Regions from separate parts of the Ovis aries genome. Here region 1 is linked to region 2. The links are chromatin contacts, called in public Hi-C maps. All regions are on one chromosome and are shown on one strand. Each heading gives the region's core, a stretch centred on a gene start, on an enhancer-like site or on the middle of the called end of the contact. The rest is flanking DNA. Distances are from core to core; before and after follow the strand shown.

What was found. A called contact is a pair of places that touch in the nucleus more often than the background predicts.
Region 1: a Hi-C map of mixed tissues shows a contact between it and region 2, with 2.1 times the contacts expected there. The contact joins two enhancer-like sites. A contact is called at or near these places in 4 of 16 Hi-C or Micro-C datasets (hypothalamus, liver, mixed tissues and 1 more).

Annotation. Positions count from the first base shown.
Region 1 is chr6:60,497,833-60,501,450 of ARS-UI_Ramb_v3.0, reverse strand. It overlaps APBB2 (amyloid beta precursor protein binding family B member 2), which reads left to right. Exons shown (of 18, transcript XM_060417057.1): 11 at 254-400; 12 at 2,757-2,884. Among named protein-coding and RNA genes, the nearest start is that of NSUN7, 120 kb to the right of the region's middle. Within about 2 kb of position 1,295, at least 8 of the 54 cell types and tissues checked have an H3K27ac peak or open chromatin away from gene starts, as enhancers often do. A contact at or near this core is called in hypothalamus, where this site is marked.
Region 2 is chr6:60,455,347-60,458,550 of ARS-UI_Ramb_v3.0, reverse strand. The region is part of intron 12 of APBB2 (amyloid beta precursor protein binding family B member 2); the gene reads left to right. Among named protein-coding and RNA genes, the nearest start is that of NSUN7, 77 kb to the right of the region's middle. Within about 2 kb of position 1,945, at least 10 of the 54 cell types and tissues checked have an H3K27ac peak or open chromatin away from gene starts, as enhancers often do. A contact at or near this core is called in hypothalamus, where this site is marked.

The sequences.
Region 1 (3,618 bases), core at 46-2,545, 44 kb before region 2:
CATTCTACTTCTAATAATTGGTTCTAAGAAAAAAAACTGAACACACAGAAAGGTAGGCAAGAATATAGTTATTACTACATTTTTTAGTAGTAAAAAATAGCCACAATTAAATTTTTCAACAATCGAGAATTAGTTATTAAATTAGATGACTGAAGATTTTATAGTCATTGAAGACACATTATGCACATTTTGTAGAGGATCTTAGGCTACCTGTGGCCAGTAAGTAATCTCCAGATCTCTGATTTTCTCCTAGTGTTTCGCTGTGCGCTCTCTGGGGTGGGTGGAGATGGCAGAGGAGGACCTCGCTCCTGGCAAGAGTAGTGTTGCCGTCAACAACTGCATCCGGCAGCTTTCCTACTGCAAAAACGACATCCGAGATACAGTTGGCATTTGGGGAGAGGTAAGTTACAGGTGAAAATAATTAATGTCAGACTTGCTTGCATTCCTGCTGTGCCTATGAAACCCCAGAGCCGAGAGACACAGGACTGAGAGCGCTGAAGGTTTTTATTGGGTTCCAGGGATGTTCCACACTCGGCCAATCATTCTCGCTTTAGGTGATCAGCCAGCAGTGGTCCCTGGTTCAGTCCTGTAATACGGAGATTGTTGGTAGGATTGACTGATGAAGATGGCCTTTGTTGCCTTTGTGAGGACCTGAATCAATCCCAAGGAAATGCTTTGTGTGTGTATGTGTGTGTGGTGGGGAGGAGCAGGGTGGATTTGATCTCCTGGTGGGTGGAAATTACGCTGGGGGCCACTCCCCACTGGGTCTGGCTGCAGATTTCTTTTAGGCTGCAGCCAATGACCCAGTTCCTGGTGGGAAAGAACAAAGAGAGAGAGGAAAAAGGCACCAAAAATTCCCAGTCAGCTCTCAGTTATCCCAAAGCAGGTCACCTGGTTAGCCTCCGGGGGCCCTAGGACCTGCCCTGCTCACGGGGCCCCAGCTCCTCAGGACTCTCGATCACGCAGCTCCTGAGCATGTGGCAGCCCTCAGCTGAAAGCGGGAAGAAGGGAGCCTGGCCTTCACTGGGGGGACAGGTTGGGGAACTGCAACCCTCCCCTGTAGCTTGGCTCGTCCTCTTGGCTCTGCCAACCATTACCTAGCTGCTCACCAGCTACCCAGCCTCCATGAGGTGCTGGGAGACAGAATCTCTCTAGGACCTCCACCTCAATCATGATTAATCTACATTCTGGATAATTAGCAGCTGGCTCTTTGCCCAGGGTCTGGACACAACTGTGCCATAGAAAGAAACTGCCCACACGCAAGCCTTGTGAGATGCAGTTCCCAACAGAGACACTGGGAGGCGCTTCAGGTCTGAGGCGGCCTGCTGTCTGTTGCTCCAGGCTCTTGTACGGTCAGTGCAATTTACCTGGAAGTAGCTCTCTTCCCCTTTCGGAAGATTTCAAATCATCCTGGATCTCAGTTGTAGATGCTTGGCTTAACTAAGCACTGACGAGCGGAGGCATTGCAACAACCATGTCTGCCTCCTCGGCAGCAGAGCTTACGTTCACTCTGAAAACTTGTGATGGGACATCATTCTTAAAACCCAGACCAAGGAGCAGTTTATCTGTCCCGCTTTGGAATTTGAAGATTGGCCAAAAAGCCTCACCATTCTTCCCCGCTAGACCATCCTGGTGGAGAAGAAAATGGTACCCACTCCAGGATTCCTGCCTGGAGAATCCCCATCGACAGAGGAGCCTGGCAGGCTACAGTCCAGGGGGTCACAAAGAGTTGGACACAACTGAAGTGACTTAGCATCACATAGCGTAGCACAGACTTCCCTGGCATCCACGCCACAGCATCTGGGCTGACTGTGACCTTCAGTGGACACAGCCTTTCCGTCAGACAGCAAACATTTAATAATTTCCTAAAATGCCTGAGGGTTTGCAAGGGGAATGAAGTTGGATAGGCTAGCGTTCCTGCCCTCAAAGAGCCATTAATACATGGGGAGACAGAAGACCAGAGCCTGAACAGTGATGCTGGAAACCTCCCCCTCCCCAGTGATGGTATCACTGCAGCACACCCCCTGTGGCTAAAGGCATCTCGGCCTCTGTGTCAGATAATGAGCAAGTCACTTAACCTGTAAGCCTCGGTTTCCCCATCTGCTAATTGGAGATAATAACAAACCAAGCTCTGAGGCAAGTGAGAGCATTCACGAGCCAAGGAGCCTGAAGCGTGCTGTAATATCTGAGATGTCATAAAGGCACATCAGCATTAGCTACTGAAGCACCGAGAAGTGTCACACAGCTGTGCCTGCTATTTACCGGGCAAATCACACAGATCAGAAGTGGTGTACAAACCGAGAAGAGACAGCCCTTGTTGTGGGTCCAGGAAGTCCATCACAGGGATGGCTGGTAGGGTCTGGGCAGAAGGGAAGGAATGGGGACAGAGGGGTTATGAGAGGCTGGCCCACCTGGAGTTAGTAAGAGACCAAATTCTCCAGGGAACCTACCATTAGCCTTTTTTCTTAGAGTAAAGATTCAAAGTATAAATAATTAAAAATAAGAACCAGCTCAAAAGCAGGCTAGGGACACATTTCAGAGGATTTGGAGAAGGAGAGAGAAATTGGGCATGTGAGGGGAAGATGATGGATTTATAAATATTTTAATCAGGAGAGGATGTTTCTCCCTTAAAAAACAAAGTTCAGACCCAGGGGGCGATATTTTGATCATTGAAGCGACATCCCTGGGTAGCCACAAACGTCCTGAGGATGCATAGTTTTGTGCAGAAGGTAAGCAGTCTTCTCATTGAATCCCAGGGGAAGGACATGTACCTGGTCCTGGAGAACGACACGCTGAGCCTGGTGGACCCCATGGATCGCAGCGTGCTCCACGCTCAGCCCATCGTCAGCATCCGCGTGTGGGGCGTGGGCCGTGACAATGGCCGGTGAGTGCCCCACGTGTCCTCTGTCACCTCGCCAGGTGGCCCAGTTTTAGCTTACCGCCAAGATGGAGCCTTGCTGTTACTGCATGTCACTGACTATGAATCTAGACAGTGAACTCTCTGCAGAAATGTAAAAAATGAAAGCACATGTCTATCCCAGCCTCATAAACCAAGCTACTTCCGTTTCCGGTTTCTGTCCCTCAGACCTTTTCCAGCCGTGGACCCTGCCTCTGGTTCTGCATGTTTCTCCACCTACCCATCCCATCTAAGTTCCCAGCTCATCCAGACTCTTGGCACTCTCACCTTATTTTTTTCCCTCTTCTCTGCAGTCTGTTTTAAAGAGTCTCAGCTATTTCAGATGCTCTGCTATTGGTATTTTCTTTGTAGAGGGCTTGTTGGAAGGGAGAGGTTGAACAGCCTCTAATCACAAGCTTTTTTTTTTTTTAATTATTTTATTGAAGTATAGGTGATTTATAATGATGTGTTAATTTCTGCTATACAGCAGAGTGATTCAGTTACACGTGTGTGTGTATATATATATATTCTTTTTCATATTCCTTTCCACTATGATTTATCACAGGATATCAAATATAGTTCTCTGTGCTATACAAGAACCTTGTTGATCACAAGCTTTAGGTCATTAATTCATGCTCATCAGGAACTTATGGAGTTTGAAGCTGGCTGAACATTTTTAACATTTTAAATGTCTGGTCATACCAACATTCCATTCAGTGTGT
Region 2 (3,204 bases), core at 696-3,195:
AATGCAGGAGACCCAGGTTTGGTCCCTGAGTTGGGAAGATCCCCGCGGAGAATGAAACGACAACCCACTCCAGTATTCTTGCCTGAGAAATCCCATGGACCGAGGAGCCTGGCAGGCTACAGTCTACGGGTTTGCAAAGAGTTGAACATGACTGAGCAACTAACACTTTCACTAAAACCTCTTGAAAGCCTCGATGAGGCTGGGTGCGTGGAATTGCAAGGAGTTCACCCACAGGCTCACTGTGGTTCATTTGGGGGGTGTGTGTGTATGTGTTGGCCACGCCTTGACGGCTGTGCAGTATCCTAATTCCCTGACCATTGGTGGAACCCTGAAGTGAAAGTGTGGAGTCCTCACCACTGGACTGCCAGGGAAGTCCCTCATCGTGGTTTTAACTCAGAGCCTGGTCTGTACCAGCCAGTGGGAGTGACTTCATGGCACTTTTTGCATGAAAAGCACTTGCCTGGTATAGGGAGCTGTCATCTTCCCCAGAGGTTCCCTTATTCTTGAACCTTGTCAGATAGGGGCTTTCTGGGTCTTGCTTTGTTTCAAAAAACAAAAGCAACTGTTTTGTTTTTGTTTACCATCTCTCCTTTCAGGAAGGAAGCCAGCCCATGGTTTTACAGTTCATGTATATTTTACATTAGTTTTATCCTTTGTGCCCTAAACTTTATATCTTGAACATGGCATGAATTATCTCTTACTTGAGGACTAAACATAAATTATGTGTATTCTCTATTTGCTCAGATATTCAGAGAAGCAAGGTGGTTGTGTGTTTTTTTTTTTAATTGTAGTACAGCATAGATGCAAGCAGATGCTCATTAATTCTTGCTGTCTTCAAAGATGGACTTTAAAAATTTCTCATTTCCTGGTTGCTCTCAAATATCCTTTTTTGCCTCATTAGTAAGCTTACTGGTATTGTGTCTTCTCTCTAGTGGCATGAGAAAGTCCTTTGTTTAGAAAAATGTGCCTTGAATTTCAATACTCTTACACCACTTTAGATCCTCAGCTTCACACTTTATTCCAGTTGGAGCTTTAGCTCCTGTGTCTGCCAGTCAACAGTTAACAGGTAGCTAGTGCTGGGAAAGGGGCACAGGAGGAGGGAGGTGGGAAGGGAGCTCATTTTGCAAAGGAAGGTACACTTGTCAGAGGTGTTCCTGTTGCTGTTTGGTCTTGGGAAGGAGAGAACCTTTCCCTGAGCTGAATTGTCTGAAACTTAGTAGACACCAGATGGTGAATTTGCATAAATTCAGAATTCAGTTCAGAGATCTTTCACCTGCAGCGTGTGGATTCTAAAAGGGTCTATGCATGAGTTTCTGGGGCTATTGAACTTTGTCCCGCATCCCCCTGAGATGGTGTGTCAAAGTGTGGGTCTGCAGACATTTCTTTCTGGAATGTTTTCATCAGAGTTCAAAGGTTTCATGATCCAAAACAGGTTTGGAAACCTTCCTCTTGGCAGAGCTTCCTCCCCTACTTCCCCTCAACTGACCACACTGTGCGGTGTGTATGTCAGGTCTACACTGCGGGCTGCCCCACCATGAGCCTGACACTGATTAACAGGGGCCATCCCTCCAGCACTAATATCTTAGGAGGTGAGTTACCAGTATTGCTCCCATTTCACAGATGAGAAAACTGAAGAACAAAGAAGCTAAGGGCCTTGACTGAGGGCAAGTAGTGAATAAATATCAGGAACAAGAAATCTGAAGCTGGAGGAAAAGAGAAACTGTCAGGTTCAGGCGTTGGTACGAGAGTTTTCGTGATATGAAGTTTTGTGTCTTTACTTCATTGCTGTGTGGCTAATGCTGGTCTGTGCTGGCGCTCATGGCTCAAAAGACTCTCAGTGATGAAAGACAAGCATCAAAAAGTAGCGTGAAGCAGCGAATTCTGCAAACATGGAGCGAGAAGTACCCTGGCAAGTCTTTGCTGTACGTGCTCAGTTTGTGAAGCATGGACAGTGTGTGCTGCATAAGAAGTAGGTGGCTGTGCTGGGGAGATATGTCTTCTTCCAAAAGCTAGAATAGACATTGTGATTCTGGTATGCTTTTTTTTTTTTTTTTTTTAGGAATTTTCTATTCATTTGGATGCCCAGTTACACATGCCAAGTAGTTCCTGCTATTTCAGACTCTTTTTTTTTTTAATGAAAACCTTGCCAATTACTTACTCCATTCATTTTCCCAAGAAACAGTCGCCGAGAGCGTGCTGATCAGGCAGCATTCGCCTGTGTGGCTAGTGTGGATTTGATCCTGGGGTTGAATTCTTCCCACTGGCATCTTGTACTGTGAGAAGGGGGAGTAAGCTTACGCCTGACTCTAAATTTAGCCTTCCCCACTTTCAGAATGGCGCGTCTCACACAGAAGCCCAACTTTGGGCTGATGTTTCTTCCCCAGCACATTACAAGGTGTGGAGTTGATGAAGCAGCTGCCACCGGGACTCGTCTGCATTTTTTGCATGACATTTCAAAGATCGCTCTGAAGTGTCCCCAGTTATGGCTGGCTTTCTCTTCAATGCTTAAATCAAGCAGGTCTACTAACCTCAACTAAACAGACCTTGTTAGAAGTTCACAGTGTCATTTTTCTGAGTCCTGCCTTCAGGGAAAAACATAGTAGGTACATATAGATGTTATTTCATTAAGTGAACCACTAGTAACAATTCTGATTTCAAATAGCCAAGACGCCAATAATATACACAAAAGAAACAGATTGCATCCTCAGGTGTCTGGACTTAAGGTTACTTACGCATAATCCATATACTTAGGTATAATCTTTTTATCAAGAACCAAAAGCACCTAGCGTAAATAAAAAGTTAGTCAAGGAAATGCTGCCCAGGCATCTTTGTAGTAAGAATCAAAGCACTTGAATCCAAAAATCTGAATATGAGGAGATTTCGAATTTTCATGTCCCTGGTATTTATTCACTGTTTGCCCTCAGGTCAAGGCCCTTAGCCTCTTTGCTCTTCAGTGTCCTTGTCTGTCTTAGATGAAAAACCCAGGATTCAGATTAAGTGACTTGCAGAGTGTTTACTCAAACCGGGACTGAAAGCCAGACCTTTGGATCCTTTGCTGATGAGCTAAATTGCCTCCAAATATTGGCTTTGATGGGGGCAGTGCAGAGGAGCAGGGGAGGTAACCCCATGCTATGGTAAGTGGCGCCCAGCAGATCCGAGGAGAGACCACCAATTACCCCCAAGCGACCTCCCTGCCATGGAAGA